Regions from separate parts of the Ovis aries genome. Here region 2 is linked to region 1. The links are chromatin contacts, called in public Hi-C maps. All regions are on one chromosome and are shown on one strand. Each heading gives the region's core, a stretch centred on a gene start, on an enhancer-like site or on the middle of the called end of the contact. The rest is flanking DNA. Distances are from core to core; before and after follow the strand shown.

Region 1 (4,419 bases), core at 1,310-3,809:
GTCACTTCAACCAGATTTTCTTCTGGTACATTTCAAATGATTAAACTAAGTGTTACAATTATTAAAGAATTGCAAAATAGTTTCCATTATAAAAGCTTGTTTTCATTATTTAAAACTATTCGACAGCTTTCCTTAAGGAAAGATGTTTTTCAGTGAGTGGATGTCCTGTGAAAATCAACAGCCTTGAGACGAATATCAATATGGACCTTGTCTGCCTGCAGCTGTTCTTGCTCATCAGTTTTTATTCTTATTCACTATTAGCTGTCTCTTCTAAGTATGAAAGATGGAGAAATGGTAAGGACTTTTTAAATTCCTACATAAGTCTAGGTTGTAATCCTTATATCGAGTAGTTCACAGACGAGGTTTTTTAAATTTTTATTGAAATATATTTGATTTACAATGTTGTATTAGTTTCACGTGTGTAGCAAAGTGATTCAGATATATATATATTCCTTTTTCGATTCTTTTCCATTGTAGGTTATTACGAGATGTTAAGTATCATTTCCTATACTATACAGTAGTTGGTTATCTATTTCCTATGTAGTAGTATGTATATTTTAATCACAAACTCCTAATGTATCCTCTTTGGTAATTGTAAATTTGTTTTCTGTGTCTCTGAGTCTTGTTTTGTAAATAAGTTCATTTACATAATTTTTTTAGATTCCATATATAAGTGATACCATGTATTTGCCTTTCTGTCTCTCTGACCTAATTCACTTAGCATGACCACCTTTAGGTCCACCTGTGTGCTCCGAATGGCATTATTTCGTTCTTTTTTGTGCCCAGGGACCATGCCTTTGTGCATGTACACCGCACCCTTATCCGTACATCTGCCAGTGGACGCTTAGGTGGCTCGTGTGTCTTGGCTATTGTAAACAGTGCTGCTACGAACATTGCGGTTCCGTGCATCTTTTCGAATTAGAGTTTTCTCAGGATTTATGCCCAGAAGTGGGATCACTGGATCACATGGTGTCACTATTTTCAGTTTTTAAGGAACCTTCACTGTCCGTCACAGTGGCTGCACCAAGTTACATTCCGACCAACAGTGCAGGGAGGGTTCCCTTTTCTGCACACCCTCTCCAGCATTTATCGTCTGTAGCCTTTCTGATGATGCTGTGAGATCTCACTGTCTGGTATGAGGTGATACCATGTTGTAGTTTTGATTTGCATTTCTCCGTAGAGGAGTTGTTTTGTTTTTAATTAATTAATTTTAATTGGAGGCTAATTACTTTACAATATTGTGGCGGGTTTTGCCATACATTGACATGAATCAGAGACACACATGTCCACAGAGGAGTTTTAAAACCAACCTTCCTCACAGAAACTTCCAGCCCCTTCCAGTGTGGGAGCTTCCTCACTAGCCCGTTCGTGGGTAGCTTGCATCTGTGCTGACATGTGCCTTTGATGAGCCACCACCTTCAGACTAAAGCATGCTTGTCAGGATCACAAATCATGCACCTCTGTTAACAGTATAGGCTGATTTGGGGTTTGTGCTACAGTGCTCAAGAATGCCTAGAACCTGACATCTTGGATTCAAAAATAAATTTGAGGAAAATGTTTTAATGATCTTAACTCTTACCTCAGTTCAGAACCTGACATGAATGAGCTCACCAACCAACGTCACCTTTAAGACATGTTTACTGACTCACCACAGAAATCTGAGGACATGTTTATATACCTCAACTAGGCCTTTTTTGGTACTGCCTTAAGGGTTTACAAGAATGTGTCTTTGGTTACAGCCATCCTGGATAATAACAGTCAGAGGGCATGAATGTGCATGTTACATGTTGCCAGTAGGAGCTTCGTGACCTTAGGCAACCGATCTGAGCTCACTGAGCCTCCTTTCTGCAAAAGCAAGAATAATAAAATCCTCCTGTATATCATTGGAGGATTTCAGGCAACTCAGATGAGTTGGTACCTGTGGCAAGACTTCTGAACTGCCAAGCGTGGGTTGAATGTAACTTGCTGCTGCTATTGCTGCTAAGTCGCTTCAGTCGTGTCCGACTCTGTGTGACCCCAGAGACGGCAGCCCACCAGGCTCCCCTGTCTCTGAGATTCTCCAGGCAAGAACACTGGAGTGGGTTCCCATTTCCTTCTCCAATGCATGAAAGTGAAGAGAGAAAGGGAAGTCGCTCAGTCGTGTCTGACTCTTGGCAACCCCATGGACTGCAGCCCACCAGGCTCCTCCGTCCATGGGATTTTCCAGGCAAGAGTACTGGAGTCGGGTGACGTCGCCTTCTCCAAACGTAACTTAAAATTGTTACTATTCAGAGCTGGCATAATAAACTGGAAGGAGGGAGCTGTGTTCTCAGAAGGTGGTCAGGACCTTCTATGGGACCCGGTTCTGGATGTTTTGACTGACTTAATCCGTGGAACAAGGGGATATTTGACAGAGTGGCATCTGAAGCATTAAGCTAACTAGAGCATTACCAGCAGGACCTTTGTGCACCTTAACAAACAAGTTCTTTATCTTCACCCTTGCCTACGAAAGTTATAGAAGTGCGTACATAATAGGATTCAGTGTGGAGCTTATTAGCTTGAACTTGTCTGAACTTATGTTCACAAGCCTGCCCGCCCCTATCTAGAGCAAACAGGGTCAGATAAAGAGTTCTTACGAAAGAATCCTGCGCTGTGAATCAAACACAGATCACGTTAAACTTCCTGACACTACTTAATTTTTCTGGCAAGTTTTCTTTCTTTTTCCCCCACCCTGTTATCCTGACCTTGGATGAATTTTCCAGCGGTTCCTGGAATAAGAAGGCTACATTCATCCATCTTTGCATCCTCACAATTTCCAGTGACTCTTAATAGAAATTTCATGCAGCTAGGCTGACAGTAACTTATGTTCTTTTTTTAAAAAAACGATGATGATTACTCGGAAGCCTATTTTTAGTATTCAGGTGAAATGGTTTTACAGTGCTCCATTAGCATAGCTATTAATACACTTGAGTGTTAATGTCTCTGCTTCGCTTCCCCACAGTTTGTCCTGTTCTGTAAGCTGAATTATGTTCCAGGTGATGTATGATCTTTCCTGTCCCTGCTGTCATCCCCCTGGAGCTCCTTTACCATTGATTTTGCAACGGGTGGGCCAGATCCAAGGAGGTGAAATGTGCTCCCCAGCGTGGCATAGCTTGTTTTTGCCAAAGCTGGGGCCAGAGGCCGAGAGTGACTCCTGGACCAGTGTCCTAAGATGCCATCAGTTCAGTTCAGTGTCCAACTCTTCATGACCCCACGGACTGCAGCATGCCAGGCCTCCCTGTCTATCACCAACTCCTGGAGCTCACTCAAACTCATGTCTGTAGAGTCAGTGATACCATCCAACCATCTCATCCTCTGTCATCCCCTTCTCCTCCTGCCCTCAATCTTTCCCAGCATCAGGGTCTTTTCAAATGAGTCAGTTCTTCGCATCAGGTGGCCAAAGTATTGCAGTTTCAGCTTCAACATCAGTCCTTCCAACGAATATTCAGGGCTGTTTTCCTTTAGAATGGACTGGTTTGATCTCCTTGTTGTCCAAGTGACTCTCAAGAGTCTTCATAGCTCCTTGGAAAACCAGAGTAAGACCTCGGCTCTTCAAAATCCTTACAACAGCCAGGTTTTCTATAGGAAAAGGATATAACATTCTGACTGTTAGAAGTTTGATGTTTAACTATTTGGAGATCCTAAAGGAAAGCAACCCTGAACAATTGATGGCATCAATGGCTATGAGTTTGAGCAAAGTCCAGGTGAAGTTTGCTTCAATGTTTGCTTCAAGTTCACCTATCCATGGTGAAGGATAGGAAGCCTGGCTTGGTGCAGTCTATGGTGTTGCAGAGAGTTGGGTACGACTGAGTGACCAAGCGACAGCCATTTGAAGATTAGTGTCTAATGTGTCACAGTCCGTCCTGCCTTAATCTTAAATAGAGATGAAAATTTTTTTCTGAGAATTTCCTTTCTTGGTAATTCTTCTTTTCTAAAAAATATATATTTGTTTTTTGGCTGGGCTGGTCTTTGTTGCTACCGTGCAGGCTTTCTTGAGTTGCGCAGAGTGGAGGCTACTCCCTAGCTGCAGCATGCAGACTTTCCCTGTGGCTTCTCTTGCTGTGGAGCTTGAGCTCTAGGGTGTGCAGGCTATAGCACTTCGGTTCCAAGGCTCTAGAGTGCAGGCTTAGTCTGTGGCACATGGGCTTAGTTGCTCCGCGGCATGTGGGATCTTCCCAGACCAGGGATGGAACTCATGTCTCCTGTATTTGGAGGCGAGTTCTTTGCCACTGAGCCATCAGGGAAGCCCCTTTTCTTGACAATTCTTAATAATGCCTTTCCTAGCTGATTCCAGCTCATCAATCAATCTGAGCTTTACTTACTGTGTGTTGCTGTAGATGGAGGTGATGTGGTTTATAAAGATAAAAAACAGCAAGCCCGAGGCCTGCTTTCTTATAGAAG
Region 2 (4,367 bases), core at 1,250-3,749, 42 kb after region 1:
TTAGCTCTTGTTCCCTGAGGCAGACTCCAGGAGAGAGAGGCGAGGAGGGACAGGCGCGCTGGGTGGGTAGAGTGCGCCTCTGTGTCTTCTACCTCCTTGTCCCTTTCCCCGTTGCCTCCCTCCACCAAGGCCTCCCATACCAACACTGCCACCAAAGCCTGCACGTGCCCCCAGGGCCCCCTGCGGCCTCTGCGCTGAAAATGCAGCCAGCTCAAGTGCACAGCCCCTGGAACCAAGCCAGCGTGGCCCTGTCCTCTTGGTGTTTGATGCATCCCATAAAGAACCTGCCTGCTAATGCAGGAGACATAGGAGACACAGATTTGATCCCTGGGTTAGGAAGATTGGAGGAAGAGATGGCAACCCACTCCAGTCTTCTTGCCTGGAAAATCGCATGGACAGAGGAGCCTGGTGGGCTACAGTCCATGGGGTGGCAAAGAGTTGGACACAACTGAGCAGACACACATACACACACACACACACACACGTACATGATTTTACAGCATTCAAAACTTTTCTAGATCTTTTGCATTTAAATCTCCTGGGTTGGGAGTTACAGGTAATTTGGCAAAGCAAACACCATAACTGGTCTCTTACATAACCCTACAACTGGCAGCAGGGAACCACACACGGAGATAAAACAACCCTCACTCATCCAGGAAGACTTTGCATTTCCTTTTATGGAGGGATAAATACTCCAGTTTGCTCTTTCCCGTTGCATATATCCTTTTCATTATTGGCTGACTTTAATGAATCTTTGAAGTTAATTTTTACATGTGAACAGCAGGGTTCCACTTAACTTTTGGAAGCTTAAGAGGTGTCCATGTGTGCCTCTAAACTAAAGAATGTTTTTCATAAATAACGTGACTGCGTTTAGGTGATAATGAAATTGGAGAGGGTGGGAAGAACCTAGCACTCAGACCGCCATAGGGACCAAAACTGACACAGCACTTGGAAGTTCAAAGAGCTGCAGCATTTTAACGGGATTAAGGGGTTCCCTGGTGGCTCAGCAGTAAAGAATTGGCCTGTCAATGTACGAGACTCGGGTTTGGTCCCTGGGTCGGGAAGATTCCCCTGGAGAAACAAATGGCACCCCGCTCCAGTATTCTTCCCTGGGAAATCCCATGGACAGAAGAGCCTGGTGGGCTACAGTTCATGAGGTTGCAAAGAATTGGACACAACTTAGTGACTAAACAACAATAACATTTAAGAGAGATAAGCAAAAAGGACCTGCTGTATAGCACAGGGAACTATAGTCAATATCCTGCAATAACTGATATGAGAAAAATCTGAAGAATAGATACACATACACGTATAACTGAATCACTTTGCTATACACCTGAAACTTACACAACAGTGTAAATCAACTGTACTTAAATTTTAAAAAAATAGTAAAATGAAAATTTGGGGGGAAAAAGGAGTTGTAGCCTTTTCAAAGAACCGGTATCCTGCTATTCCAGTATGCTTCTTCTAGACCAGACCTCTTACCTGCAAAAAGGCCAACTGAACTAGCTTTTCAATTATACTATCCATTCTTTCTATTTCATCATCCTTTCCTATTTAAAACAAAACCGAAAACACTCAGTCTCTGAGTCTCCAAGCAGACAGCCTCTTAATGTTTTCTTTCTCAGCTTCAGAGGTTCAGATTACTCTAAAATGTTTTCGAATCTTTTTTCCGAATTCAGTAGGCGTTAGAAAATGATGAAAGAGCTGCCTATTCCTAGTTGTCCAATTACAAAGTTTTCCAACGAAAATCCTAGGATCACTTCCCACATTCTCACTATGAAATACAAGTGGGAATTAGGACATTCATCCAATAAAATTTCATCAGAAAAAACAAAAAAAGGTGGGGGGGACAGGGCACATTTCGAAATGAATTCTACTTTTTTTCTTTGAAAAACAGAGGTCATTGACCAAGACAGATTTCCAAATGTTTTCTCTAATATCCCAGTGTATGAAACTTTGATTTAAGTGTTCAGGAAATTACAGGGATCAAACCATTCCCCAAGACTTCAGTTTCCAGGTTTCTCCAAGCCTTGAAAGTTCCCCGCAGGCTAATTACTGTTTACTGCTGTAGCCCTTCCTGCTTCTGTCTGTAACATTTTCCATCCTAAGAAGGGTCGTCCCATTCAGCGGCGGAGCCTGGTGACTGAGTGGCTGAATGGAATTACTACCAGTGGAAACTATGCTGCAAGAGGGAGAGATAAAACAGCTGCAAAGCAAACCTCGGCCGTTTTTTCCATCCTCCCCAAGCGAAGTTAATTAGCATAGGGAAAATGACTAAGGTGTTGACGTCACCTCTTTCCAGTAGAAACTTACACTCTGTCCCTGTCCGCCTGCGAGTCAAGCAGGGCTTGACTCAGGAATTTGGTGTCCAAACAGGATGCCCTGGAAGCAGTGCTTTTTTTCCCCCGGAGTTGGGGCGGGGTGGGGGCGGGGGGAGCCGGACCTCGTTGCTTTATAAGCGCCGGCTCGAGAAAGAACCTAACAGCTTCGGGTAAAGGAACTCCATCCACTTGGGGCTTGACCGCGGGAGTCGCTGTAGCTCTCACTGTAAGAAAGCAAGATGCACTTTAGAAATTTTAACTACAGTTTTAGCTCCCTGATTGCCTGTGTGGCAAACAGTGAGATCTTCAGCGAAAGTGAAACCAGGGTAAGGCTTCTGATATAATGTAATTTTTTTAAAATTTGAGACAGCGATTTCAAAGCATGATGTTAATTGGTACTATTAGCTGAGATAGTTGGTGGGGATGTGTGGTTCTCGTTGTGGGTTTTGGGGTTTTTGAAATGCATCCAGAATGCTTTGAGCCTTCAGAATCAACAGGTGTTGCCTGAGGAATTAGCTCTGAAGGAATTTTTTAAAGCTCAGTATTTAAAACTGTCTCTGTCCCTTGGCCAGTTAGTAAGCAGGGTTCAGCATGGTGTTCGTTTCATTCTTTGTAGATTGTAAGTAAACTTTTGGAGGGAGGACTTTCTGACAGTGCACAGAATGTTTCACTTTGACATCTCGAGTTCAGGATACTTTGATTTTATCTTAGGAAATCACTATTGTAGAGATATTTGAATGTTTGAAGTAATTATAAGGACCTGTCTTCAACTTTCTAGGTTTTTCCAGGTGGAGAAAGTGCACCCATAGCAAATAATAAATAGATAGATAAGTTAAACATTGTACCTCCTGGAAAGCAGCTGTATAACTAGTGATTTTAACTACTATGCTTTACTTCTTCATTTGATTAAAATGCCAAGATTTCCATCAGTAGCTATGAAGCTATCTAACTGATCTCTAAAACAAGACTGTATAGCAATGAATTCTGTGTTTTCTCTTTAGGGGGCAGTGATCATGTTATATCCTTATACCTAAAGCCATACTGAGACTTGGGACGTTTTCTTTCTTTTTTTCTTAAATCAAATTTAACTCCCTAATCATGTAGTCTGCTTACAAGCCAGAATCGTGGTTTTTTACCTAGATATTAGAGCATGGTCTTTGTGTACGTGCATGCTTGTTAATTCACTTCAGTCTTGTCCAACTCTTTGCAACCCCATGGACTGTATGTAGCCTACCAGGCTCCTCTGTCCATGGGATTCTCCAGGCAACAATACTGGAGTGAGTTGCCATGCCCTCCTCCAGGGGAACTTCCCGACCCAGGGATCGAACCCAGGTCTCTTAAGTCTCCTGCACTGGCAGGTGGGTTCTTTATCACTAGCGGCACCTGGGAAGCCCAATCTATGTGTAAACTTACTACAAAGTCTATGTACCTAATATTAGCCTTATGTGAGTAAAATCACTGTTTACTCATTTCAGTAGAGAAGCCACCCAACAACTGTAATAACAAATGAGATTATTTTATAAAAGAACGGTAGGAGAACAATACGAAATTAACAAGGTAGTGTGGGTTCTCTTGCACTCTGGTCTTCAGCCCTGACTTGCCGTCTAAAAATATCCATCAAACTCATCTCTCTTAAGTTATGAATCATAACTCCAAACAGTTGGTCACAGTGCCTACGGATGAGGTCGTGTGAAATTCCAAATCCGCACAGACACCCTCACGCCCCGGACTCACCCGTGCTCCACAGAGGGGCGGAGACCAACCGAGTCACCGCGCGGCCAGATGAACTCGAAGCTTGAGCATCTGCTGCGCCTTCACTCTACTTCTGTTTCTCCGCGTCACCTCTCCTGGGAAAGTCACAGACTTTTCCATCAACTAACAAAACCCAAGGAACTGGAAGAGAGAAACTCTGTGAGCTCTTCCCATGTCTCCTGGTGGAGACGCCAGCCAGGAGGAAAGGCAGGCCCTGCCCCGTGGAGCCCTGCCCGATGGAGCAGAAACTGACCAACCACCCATCCATCCGGAGGCCCATCCCCTCCTCCA

Evidence for each region. Hi-C and Micro-C count contacts between places; a contact is called where the count stands out from the background.
Region 2: a contact with region 1 is called in a Hi-C map of liver, with 2.3 times the contacts expected there. The contact joins the promoter of RCAN1 here to the enhancer-like site in region 1. A contact is called at or near these places in 3 of 16 Hi-C or Micro-C datasets (liver, muscle and tail adipose tissue).

The regions. Positions count from the first base shown.
Region 1 is chr1:121,577,507-121,581,925 of ARS-UI_Ramb_v3.0, forward strand. It overlaps a transcript of RCAN1 not described here. Among named protein-coding and RNA genes, the nearest start is that of RCAN1, 42 kb to the right of the region's middle. Within about 2 kb of position 2,560, at least 9 of the 54 cell types and tissues checked have an H3K27ac peak or open chromatin away from gene starts, as enhancers often do. A contact at or near this core is called in liver, where this site is marked.
Region 2 is chr1:121,619,121-121,623,487 of ARS-UI_Ramb_v3.0, forward strand. RCAN1 (regulator of calcineurin 1) reads left to right here and starts at 2,500. Exons shown (of 4, transcript NM_001009274.1): 1 at 2,500-2,650. The coding sequence starts at 2,564.